2 separate regions of the Mus musculus genome follow, and region 2 is linked to region 1. Evidence: chromatin contacts called from public Hi-C data. All regions are on one chromosome and are shown on one strand. The core of a region is the stretch at or near the end of the contact, and the rest is flanking DNA. Distances in the headings are between cores, read along the strand shown. Region 1 has its middle 23 kb from the start of Gm40646. Region 2 holds the start of Gopc (golgi associated PDZ and coiled-coil motif containing).

Evidence for each region. A called contact is a pair of places that touch in the nucleus more often than the background predicts.
Region 2: a contact with region 1 is called in a Hi-C map of muscle stem cells, with 4 times the contacts expected there. The contact joins the promoter of Gopc here to the enhancer-like site in region 1. A contact is called at or near these places in 3 of 39 promoter capture datasets (the 3T3-L1 cell line, hippocampal neurons and liver), 2 of 484 Hi-C or Micro-C datasets (muscle stem cells and myocytes), 2 of 115 datasets of contacts at active chromatin or transcription factors (the NIH/3T3 cell line and embryonic limb bud) and 1 of 9 other capture datasets (liver).

What each region holds. Positions count from the first base shown.
Region 1 is chr10:51,944,189-51,950,234 of GRCm38.p6, reverse strand. No RefSeq gene overlaps it. Among named protein-coding and RNA genes, the nearest start is that of Gm40646, 23 kb to the left of the region's middle. Within about 2 kb of position 3,859, at least 40 of the 459 cell types and tissues checked have an H3K27ac peak or open chromatin away from gene starts, as enhancers often do. A contact at or near this core is called in the NIH/3T3 cell line, muscle stem cells and myocytes, where this site is marked.
Region 2 is chr10:52,379,914-52,385,959 of GRCm38.p6, reverse strand. It overlaps Gopc (golgi associated PDZ and coiled-coil motif containing), which reads left to right and starts at 3,836. Exons shown (of 9, transcript NM_001199272.1): 1 at 3,836-4,349. The coding sequence starts at 4,062. It also overlaps the pseudogene Rps19-ps10.

The DNA.
Region 1 (6,046 bases), core at 2,610-5,109:
CTGTTCACATGCAGTGACTAATCCATCATCTTAGTCACACAAGGTCTCATAGACACACTCACCATAAAATTGGATCAAGTACCCAGGCCCTTCATGGTCCAGTCAAGTCGATGCATGAAATTATCACATCCAACCAGCTTTTTAAGGGTAAATATGTTCTGAACAACATTAATGCATCATGTTACTTTGCATGTAACTTTTTTGCCATGTTTTTGTTACAGAGTAAGAATTTTTTAAAATGTAATTTTTAGATCAGTTTTAGATTTATAGGATCCTAGGTTATCTGTATATTGCAACACCGTTCCCCTTACTCTAAGTATTTTACACTAGTTAATGTATCAATATTGGTTCATTTCTATTAATTAAACCTCATATGTTCAACTTTTCTGGCACTTTTTTGTTGTTGTTGTTTCAATCTCCATGCTATCTCAGCACACTTAGTAATTATGTTGTCTTAGGCACTTCTTGGCCGTAACAGCTTTTTAGATTTCTTTTATGTGTGAGATAACCTTGATGGGTTGCAGGGAACTTGTCATGTAAATGTGGGCTTTTCCATATTGGAATTTTTCATGTTAAAATGAGGTTATATATTTTGGAATGAAAGGTAAAGCGTCTTTCTTTTATTACAAAAACTATACACACTTCCAACACAATTAATGGAACAGATTCCAGGCATCTAGCTGATGCTTGATTTTCAGTTTTCTCCCCGGGGGAGTTGTTCATTTTATCCCTTTCTGTGCTGTGCTATTTGTAAGAATGTCACTCTGTGGAACCTGTGGTTAAGGAGTGGGGAGTTGTGCTCCAGGCCTTGATTTAAGAGTATCTATAAAAGTTACTGGGAATTCTTCACCAGTGCTTTACATAGTCAACTACGTCTAAATCACATATTCCCTTGAATTTAGGATCCTGCGGCATATGGTATGTGCGTTGTGGGTCCCACTGTCTGCTCTGACACAGGGCTGGGCAGCTCGAGGAGGCAGGACGTGGGAAGTTTTGACCTTGCTTACCTCACCACGCTGTCGCTGGGCAGGTGTTAGGCCATAGGGCAGCCCTGGGACATGGCTCTGAGAGTGGGAAAGCATAGTCTGACATGCAGGACTGTCTGAGCTGGCTCTGGGCATCCTGGTGGGAGTTCAGAGAGCCCTTCTACCCGAGATTAGATGGAGGCTCTATAGGCCAAGGTGGCTCTGTAGGTGAAGGCCTGTTCCATTGCTCCCCATGGCAGATCCTGGTGAAAAGAGGCAGTCCATAGTTTTAAAGAATTAAAACAATTAAAACCGTACTTCACTTTTCAGGGAGGAGTGTTTGGGTTGGGGAGTTATTGGCTAAGCTTCCAGGCCTTTAGGTACCTCATTAAAATGGAGATCTGTCTTGAGCCTATGTGACCACAGGTCAAGTCCTCTACTTGTGGAGGGGCTTGGGGCGTTGCCCTTATGTGACTGATGACCACAAATCTATGGAGGACTGCAGCTAGTGACAGGGGCCTGGTGCCCAGGAACAGGTGAAACACTTACCATCTCCTTAAGGTTCCCAGTCTTACTTACTCAACTGGGAACCAGGCTACCTTTCATGGTCCCACAATGGTAGGCTGGCCCATGTCTTGAATGCTGGGGTTGCAGATGTGCACCACCATAACTAGCTTCAAATCCTTGAGGAGCTTGCACTTTGCCAGCTTACTTTATAGGTAGAGTCAAACAATGTGCAGGCTTTGCAGATGTGTGTTTACATTTAATTGTATACATGTATTTTTCGTGGGTTGATCATTTCTTTTTATCATTGAGTAAAATATGCTATTTTACGCATGTATTACAATTTGTTGATTCATTCATCTGTGGAAACACATCTTGGCTATTTTCAGGTTTCTTTTTTCTTTTTCTTTCTTTCTTTTTTTTTTGAGGCTACAAAGGCAGCTACTATACAATTTATATACAATATTTTCAAATTAATTGAGCAATATCCAGGAACATAATTTCTAGATCAGATTAAGGCTATGTCTATTTGTGTTTGTATGAAACTATCAAGCTATCTTACAAAGCCTTAAAAGCACTTGGAATTCCCATGGTTTTTCATCACTGCTAGCATTTGGCTTTCTAGATACTGAAAATTCCAAGAGGTGTCAGGCATCAGCAATATGCCATTGTTGTTGTAAACAGTGTCCTAGAGAGTAAGCTAAGTCAAATAAACATTTATTTTAATCTATTATCTATTTTCTTTTGTTAGTTAATCTATAATGCATTGTTTTTAAAACAATTACAGTTGATTTATAAAAATATTTTATTTGAAGACATATATGTATGTCTTTTTATGTTTAAAAGAATTAAAACAGTGTTAACTATAGCAGAGAGAAAATGTTTTTTTTTCCTATAGAAATGTATTTAGATAATTTGCCCTCTGAAAATACATCATTAACCCAAAGATTGGTTTTTCATCTCCTCATAGGTTCTGCTAATACAGAGGGTTTTGGTAGAAGCTCAAAGTTGTATCTTTTCTCTTCTCTCCTCTCCTCTCCTCTCCTCTCCTCTCCTCTCCTCTCCTCTCCTCTCCTCTCCTCTCCTCTCCTTTCCTCCTCCTCCTCTTCTTCTTCTTCCACTTCTTCTTCTCCTCCTCCTTTATCTTCTTCTTCTTCTTTTTTTTTTTTTTTTTTTCGAGGCAGGGTTTCTCTGTGTAGCCCTGGCTGTCCTGGAACTCACTGTGTAGACCAGGCTGGCCTTGAACTCAGAAATCTGCCTGCCTCTGCCTCCCAAGTGCTGGGATTAAAGGTGTGCGCCACCACCGCTTGGGGCTATGTTTTCTGATTTAAATTAAAAGTACTTTGCCAAAGACCAAATTCATGGAAGATGAAATCAAGATATTTGCATACCACTTCAAATGGGGGGATCAATTAGAAGTGAATTGTATAATTACCAGGGGGCAAAGTGTAGACTAAAAGAAGACCCTGTGCTCTTCATTACTTGATTATTAAGTGTATGCTGGACAGCTCAGATACTATGTTTTTAAATGATTGTTATATAGTAGTAGACAGCAGCTGAGATATTAGCTACAGGAAAAAAAAGTCCTAACTCTTTGGGAGCTTCTAGTCTGGTAAATGAATTTGGATGGTGAATGAATGACTAAGTACTACAGCATTCTTAAGTGGCCATGTCATAAGCTCTTGTGGTCTTGAATTATTTGAATGAAATACTTGAAATTTTATTTCACCATATGCTACTTGTGTTTTAACTGACACTTTTTTGTGGTGATGGTGGGGGGTGCTTTTGGAATGGTTCTTCCTTAGACATTTCCAGGATTGAAGATGTGTGTGGCTGCTGCCTGGATGCCCACACCCAGATAGTTTATTTAATCTAGCTATGGGGGCTGCAGGAAACTTGATACTGGGATGGGTGAATGGTTTTTTACTTCTGTCAGGGAGAGCTGCTGATCCACCGTTCTTCAACGTTACTCAGAAATATGAACAAATGTAAATATCAAAAGGGACTCCCACAGTTTGCATAGTTCTCATGTGCACCCTTCAGTAACCCTAAATGCCTATATGCATTTTCAGCTTGACTTGAAGTCCCAGGCTGGGCCACTTGGTTTTTCCTGTGAGATGGTTTATTACCACTATTAGTTGATTAAACATTTTCAACGCTTGGAGTAAATCAGTTATGTTATCTATTTGTATATTGGGCTTCTGTTTATGGGTGGAGTGTGCCAAACATGCAGACTAAATGAAAATATACCCTGCAGGAACCATGCAAGGCATCTCTGACAACAAGCTGCTATGCTGTGGGGAATCCAGGGAATCTGTGCTTGGTGCACTGTGCTAGGAGCCTCTAGCTGGGGTGGAAAGTGAGTGGTGGGAGTGGAATCCCATGTGTGGATGGCTGTCATACTGCTCTGACTTTCAGGGAGAGGGAGTGGTAGGCAGTTTAAGGAACAGATGGGTGTCCCTGGACCTTTGAGGTTCATGGAAGCAATTATGGCAGTGTGAGTTATAGCTGGCTTGCTAAGCTCCTCCTGCATTGAACTTTCAGTTCTGTGAGTCTGAGGAGGTTATTGGCTCCCCAGTAACTTGTGTCTTCTCCATTTGATGTTCTCCATCAAATCTAAACCACATAAAGAATTCCTGGTTGCTGCTCCATTTCAAAGATAGCTTTAGAGCCCGTGAAGGACAGAATGGGGGGGGGGTAGGGATGGATAGATTTGGCTAAGAGGAAAGTGTTGAGATGATTCAAAGGGCTCCTGCTGACAGAGCAGGGGTAGCTTGACCTTCTGTAGGCCCACGTAGGCAGCCTCCTACTGGCTGTTATTTCGGGTGTTGGAAAGCCTGCCTGCCTCAAAATATCTCTCTGCTGTCTTGCCAGGTTCTGTAATTCCCACCATGAGAATCATCCTCTAGCTAAAGCATTGTGTCTCCTGGCTCAGTGTATAATGAGCCGGGCTACACAGTTAACCCATAATTGCCCATTAGCCTGCAGCCTTTCTGCAGAGAATAGCTACCAGCTGTTGTAACCCAACCCTGCTTTTCTAAGAGAATGTTTTTCACAGCCTCTTCACATAAGTGAGGGGAAATGGTGCCTCAAAGCTCTGGGTTGGGAGTATCATGGCTTCTGTGGGAGAAGCCACTAAGGCAGGGATGGTATCTCAACTACCTCCTTGGAGGTCACCAGAAGACACACTTTAGATTCTAAGAGGAATGTGGAATCCAAATGGAGTCAAATAAGTATACCGAAGTCCATGGTTTATAGATCAAATGGTCTTTGGCATTTAGTTATTTGCTTATTTATTATGTATGTGTATGGGTATGTGTGTGTGTCCTGGACACACATGGAGGTCAGCGGATAGGTAGCTTGTGGGAGTCAGTTCTCTCCTTGCATCATTTGATTCCAGGAATTGAACCCAGGTCATCAGACTTGGCAGCAATCACTTTTACATGTGAGCTATCTTGCCAGCCCCAACCTTGCCTATTTTTAAGGATGCCTGTCTATCACATATGATTTAATGTTTGCTCAAAATATCCTATTACAGGTTAGGAAAGATCCCTGATGTTGTCACTGTAACTACTCCTTTAGACATGGGGAGGACTTGTTAAATGGTAAGCCCGTTACAAGAAACGACCAGGGATTCTTTGAAACTGAGAGAATTCATGAGAATCAGCCCATGCCCCAGGATAGCATAAGGGGAGTGTGGAACCTTGGTGTGCCACAATGAGGTGGGCAACATTTCTTTACACAGTGCTGAAACTGCTGTTGTAACCCATCAGGTTGTTGTAGAATGTGAGTTAGCTTCCTCGGAAGTAGGGTCACAAGCTCTCTTTACAACATTAAATTCTTAGGCTGCCTTCCCATCTTCTGCTGTGGCACCCCTTGTCTCTGGGTCTTTTTTTCTCATTGCATTCCTTGCAGAATGTAGAGGGAGGGACCCCATGTGCAGCTCTGCTTTCTTTCCTTCCCTCTGGTGAGTCACTTGGATGGTTCAGTGCTGGTACAGGAGCACCCTTTACCTCCCTCAGGGAATGATTCTGTGAAGTGGCCATAGTTCATACCCCTGTGCTATCAGGCAGTCTGCCCCAAACCAGTGTGATGACTTCAGAGTAGAATCTCTGGAGCTGTTTTGCTGCCTGCTGTACATATCAGGGAACGACGATTAGTCACTGGTATAAGATAGACTCCGGGTTCCCATAGGGAGTAAAGGGAGGAAATAGAACCGAAGCAGATCTAAAGTCAGGGATGTGAGGAAGGGCTGTGGAAAGTGTACACAGAGCAGGGACAGGAGCCAGACTCTGTTAGCTAACAGGAATTATCCAATGTTTTTGAGTCTTCATTTTCTATTACAAATGATGGTGTCAAATGATCACTTCTAATTCATATCCTATGATTAAAAACTGAATGAAAAGTTTCAGATAAAATAGTCAGCACTGTGATTCTGACCCATAATAGATTATTTATTTTTATGTTTTTCAAATGCTTGTTATTGATGTTTTGAAACCCTGGTTAGCATGTGGTTGTTGGATATTTGAATGGGAGGTTCGGAAGTAAAGCCTTGTTGGAAAGGGTGGATAGTTACA
Region 2 (6,046 bases), core at 2,587-5,086, 440 kb before region 1:
CACTACGATTGGTGGTGCACTAGAGGAATCTACACCATTCACTGACTTTACAGATACCAACCAACTACCAAAGGACACACCAGAATCTTCCCACTTTCTCTGGTTTCCTCAGTCTTCACTCTGTCTTTAGTGGTAAAACTCAATATGAACAAAACAAGATTGTCAATCTGAATGTCTGAAACTCAGCAGTTGAGAGGCAGAGACAGGATGATTGTTAGAAATTTTAGGCCACCCTGGTCTATAAACAAGATCCCGGCCAGCCAGAGAGATACATAGCAAGACCCTGTCTCAAAGCAACAATGACAAATTAAAGACAGACTAGTTTTAGTTATATTATTTTATTTTAAATCACACAAGCATGATTTATGAGTTGGAAATATCTCCCAACCCAACAGTCTTTTTAAAGCCATGTGAAAGTGTCACAATACAAAACATCCAAGTCCAAATGCCAGCAAAGACAAAGCAACAAATGCAGATAGAGCACACTGACAACAGATGGCAGCACCTGACCACTGAGCCTCTTTTTCCACTTGCCTGTTCTATTGAGACTTCCACAACTGCAAAATCCCAAATTAGAGTAGGCAAAATGTTCTATTAGGACACCTCATGTGCATTTAAAGTCATCAATGAATACTACGATAATGAGTCCATAGAATGTGGCAGTCCATAAGATGTAGTATAATAATGTGACATGTGACCATGTGACATGAAACTAACCTGAGACATCCAAGGTATGACATGGCATTACTTGAAGTTGTAAAGGCTGTGATAGAAATGAAGTTGGGTTCTTTCATGCTGAAAATTAGGATCATTATCAGCCATAAGAACAATGGTCACTCCTTTCCCCTGGCTGGCAGCGCCGCAGGATGCCTGGAGCTACTGTAAAAGACATTAACCAGCAGGAGTTCGTCAGAGCTCTGGCAGCCTTCCTCAAAAAGTCCGGGAAGCTGAAAGTCCCCGAATGGGTGGAAACAGTCAAGCTGGCCAAACATAAAGAGCTTGCCCCATATGAGAACTGGTTCTACACATGAGCTGCTTCCACAGCACGGCACCTGTACCTCCACGGGGGTGCAGGGGTTGGTTCTATGACCAAGATCTACAGAGGAAGGCAGAGAAATGGTGTCAGGCCCAGCCACTTCAGCAGCGGCTCTAAGAGTGTGGCCCACCGGGACCTCCAAGCCCTGGAGGGGCTGAAAATGGTGGAAAAGGACCAAGATGGGGGCGGAAAGCTAACACCTCAGGGACAGAGAGATCTGGACAGGATCTCAGGACAGGTGGCAACTGCCAACAAGAAGCATTAGATGGATGCTGGGTTAATAAATTGTCTCATTCATTAAAAAAATAAAAGAATGGTCACATAAGCACAAAATATACTTCAGAGTCTCTCACGTAATTAGTAAATTTGGTATTTTAAAAGAAATATAATTTGCACTTGTGTGATTTATCTAAAAGGCGTTACAATGGGAAATGCATTTTTACACGTTGTTTATAGTTTTATATGTATACACCTGAGAAATACTGTCTCAAAAGGCTTTCACAAAAGGTCTGCCAATTTTTCATACTAGCAATATGAAATAGATTCCTTATTCTTCTGTATCCTGTAGCTAATGCCAAAGAGACCTACATTAAAATGTCTGCTGTGTGCCATTACTAAAACATTTAATCTGTCTACAATGTACTTATAAAAGAGTAATTATACTTACTGTAGGATGCTTTGAGAATCAAAGAAATAACTCTATACATAGAGCATTCTTAATTAAAAGGTATCGTTATTGTTCCAAGTATTTCCCCATTCTCACACAGTAAGTTTTATTTATTTATTTCATGTTCCTCAGCAGGCAGGGAGAAGTATCATTAGAGAAAATAGCCTGGAGTTTTCTCAGTGTTCTTGCAAATATTGTATACAAAAATATAACAGACTGGCATGAGGGGTGGTAGGCAAGGAGACTGGAGAGATGGCTTAGTAGATAAGAGTATTTGCTGAAGAGGAATTTAGTTCCTAGAACTCACATAGTGGCTAACAGAATCTGTAATTCCAGTTCCAGAGGGTCTGGTACTCTATTCTGGCCTTTGTGAGAGCCATGCATGCTTATGATACACAGACATACACATACATTTAGGGCAAACACACACACACACACACACATTTAGGCCAAACACCCATCAAGCCTCTTTTTCCACATTCATGTTCTGTTGTGACTTCCAGAATTGCAAAATCCCAAATCAAAGCGGGCAAAATGTTCTATTAGGAAACCTCATAAACATTTAAAGTCACCACTGAATACCAAGAAAATGAGCACACAGGATGTGGCAACTGCTACATAGTCACATCTACTGCTAAGTAGCAGATAGTGGGATGTGTGTGTGTGTGTGTGTGTATAGGTAGGTAGATATAGATAAATTATTTTATTATATATTTATATATAAAATACAACCAACCATTCGAAGAGGATGTTTTATACTATTGTGTACTAAGCCTATGAGACAGTCTCTGACTAAACTCAAGGGAAGAGTTGCATGGTTAGTTTTACTTGTCTAAGTTTGCTGAAGTCATAATAGCTTTTGCTTGATGGTAAGCAGTCATGCATTGGAGTAACCAGAGTGCAAACTAAATCTGTTATTTCTTAATTCTTATTGGTACTGCTTTGATGAGAGGCACACAATGCCATGCAGACTTTGGTTGATGATTTATTAGAAAGGTCCGTCCCAAGAACAACTTCCGAAAGATTATGGACTAATTTTCCACATACTCCCGTAGGCGAGTCAGGAAGCACAATTCCTACCTGCCTACTCTAATTAGTCTGGCTTCTCCTTTCCCTTCCGGACAGTCTACTGTTGGTTTAGACAGGGGTGGAGTTGGAGAAGTGGAAGAGATGAGAGGCAGGACACAAAGAAAGCTCTTGATAAATGCTCTCAAATGCACGCAACACTGGAATTAAAAGTCGTGAGAGCCTCACTGTCTTACTAGTTCGGCTTGGATGAGGTCGTTTCATTAGATTTTATGTCCTCAGTGCCTCAATCGGGATATGTATTCAATGTTTATGAACATATGAAAATAACATGGGAACGAGCACAATACTAGTTTATAAGATGATTACAGCATCCCAAGTGGTTGCTTTAGAAATATACGATCTGTGATGCAGTAAGATGAGTGCTATGTACCAAGTGATAACACTTTCACTTTACCTTAATTGCCAAGTGAAGTAAACTTTGGAAACCTTGTTACCCAAGCAAGGTAACACCACTGAGGTGGGGCAGCTAGTATGTAATAATACATTGGCCTAGAACCCCAGCTTGTCAATCATAGAAGGAGGAACCATTGATTCAACAAAACTTGCTCAGTAGCTTCCATAGGCAGCTTCTGGCTGGAATGCACCGTCAGGTTTAGCAACATTAGCCAGTGTCCCCACCCTCCCGCCCTAAGAGCTGGAAATCGGAAGAGAAAACGTGGCTATTGCGCATGCACACACGGCCCTCCCCGCTCCCACCCGAGCCCCTTGACACCCCAGTAGCAACTTTGCTAGACGTCTGTGGACCGGTTCCAGGCCCACTGTGAAGCCAAACTGGCGGAAGCCGGTCCCCTCTGCGACGTGGAATCTTTCCCTTCCCTTCCTCCGGTCTTCCCCACTTGCAAGGGGCCACCTCAACCCTTTGCTTCTCAGGGTTTTGCCGGTCGTCAAAATGGTCGCAGACAGGCTTGTGGAGGCGAAGGCTTTTCATTGGCTAAGCTCTCGTACGGCCCCGCCCACTTTCTCCCTCTGGGCTGCGCCTGCTCTGGGCTCCGCTACGCACGCGCGGCGGGGGCGGGCCGGCTTGCGGGCGGGGCGGGTCTTCCGTGTCGCTGTCGCTGCTTCAGCCCCGCTTCCTTTGCTGCTCTGGAGCTGCGCTGCCGGCGTTGGCGGCGCGAGGGAAGGGAGGGGACCGGCGGGTGTGTGTCTGTGTGTGTGTGCGTGTGTGTCTGTGTGTGCGCGCGCGCGGGGGGCGCCGCGGTGCTAGCAGTTCCCCTCGCGCGGGGCGGGCGGCCAGAGTGAGCAGCAGTCGGCGAGGCCCTGGACGGCGCCATGTCGGCGGGTGGCCCATGCCCGGCGGGAGCCGGCGGCGGCCCAGGGGGCTCCTCCTGCCCTGTGGGGGTCTCCCCTGGCGGGGTGTCCATGTTCCGATGGCTTGAGGTGCTGGAGAAGGAGTTCGACAAGGCCTTCGTGGATGTGGATCTGCTTTTGGGCGAGATCGATCCGGACCAGGCGGACATCACTTATGAGGGGCGTCAGAAGATGACCAGCCTTAGCTCCTGCTTTGCGCAGCTATGCCACAAAGCCCAGACTGTGTCCCAGATCAACCACAAGCTTGAGGTGAGCCTCGGGGGCTGGCAGCAATAGCATTCAACCCCAGGCTGTCCGAGGTCGTTAGATCCCATTTAAAGCACTAGGAAAATGATCCTTAAAAACCTACCCACTGGACACCTCAGCTTCGAATGCGATGGAGAGTGCGTTTTATACGTGAGTGAAGCAAAGGAGTGCGGAGCGGGTGGGGGAGGAAAAGGATGCAGACTGATGTGTGGGTCTCCAGACGTCCTGTCATCCACCTCCCAGCATCTCATGCGGTGGGGACAGGAGCTAATCACACTACCTGCCTTGTAGGTGTTATTACCAAGATCTTCTGTCGGGGAATACCTCAACTCTCCTCTTCTGCTTTGATAATGACAAGCTAGATGATGTATTTTCAGACAGATGCAGCTCTGATTATTTTCATCCAATAGCCCAGATCAACGTCCGTGTCTGTACACAGAGACATGCATGAACTTAGGGGAATCCGATCAAAGCTCTTGGGGAAATGTAATGGAATATATATGTTCCTATCTACCTTCTCAGTTTACATTCACACTTGGCAGATATTACGGGCAGCTATGTCTTTAGAGCTGTCAATATTCAAATAACTTCTAGTATTGAGTGAGATGGTATGTCTTTGTATTTTACAGTATTTTCCCTAATTTCAGACCTTTGAGACTATGTAAAGACAATCCTTTGCTTAGGTCTCTAATCAGAGCAAGGGGAGTGTGATTGCAAACAGGAATTCCAAACCTCCCATTTTGTGTGGAAAATTCAACTAGGCCAGTATTACAAGATTTAGAAATTATGGTGTACTAACATTATATGGGAAACCTTTTAAAAATAGACAATTTCAGTAGAGAGTAGCTCTTTGATTTTAAAAAGGATTAAAAAAAAAGAGAGATACTTTGTTATGTGTGAAGTTCTTTGTGCCTTAGCTTTCTTAAGAGCTCCTCTTTACTGTTAACTGTAATAATGATAGGGCCTGTTGTGTACAGATTCATGTGTATGCTAGATTGGTTTCCTGTCCTTGCTTAGTGCTCAACAGTCTTTCATATTAGTTAGCCATGAAAAACATTTGCCACTAATATTTGATTAGCATCTTACATATTCAGGATGCTATGGTTTCTTTTTGGAAAGAGTGGGATGAAAGTACTTATGTAAAAGCATTAAGTGTAGATAAGGCTGTCTCTTGATTTTTTTTTTTTTTCTCCAATGAATGGTAATTCCTAAAGCTGAGTTTTCAGGTAGTATTTAGTGGCTTTTAAAATGGTATTTTAGCTTTAAAGATCAAAGATTAAGAGTAGCTTTTGCCAAATAACTTACATACCATCTCCATATTTAACCATATACTGGAGATAAGTGGCTTTTAAAACATAAAACAATTTTAACTTGTTTTTTAAATGACCTAAGGAAGCTAAACAATAGTACTTTCTGATGTTAGCAATAAGGTCTGATTTTGAGAAAAATATTTTTTTCCCTATGACTAGAAGGTATTCAAGTTTTTTAAATTTTTAAATAATTTGAAAGAATATTTCTCTACTAGACTGTGCATGTAATAACTTGCGTGTTTTTTTTTCCAGGAAATTATACTTACATATTCTAAGTCCATGTCCCATCTTAGGAAGTAGCATTACTTCTTAAAGTAAAGAATGCTAGCATATCACAGTGTGTGGTTTTCAGTATAATTGCAACTCTTGATTCAGAGACCTTAGAAATGA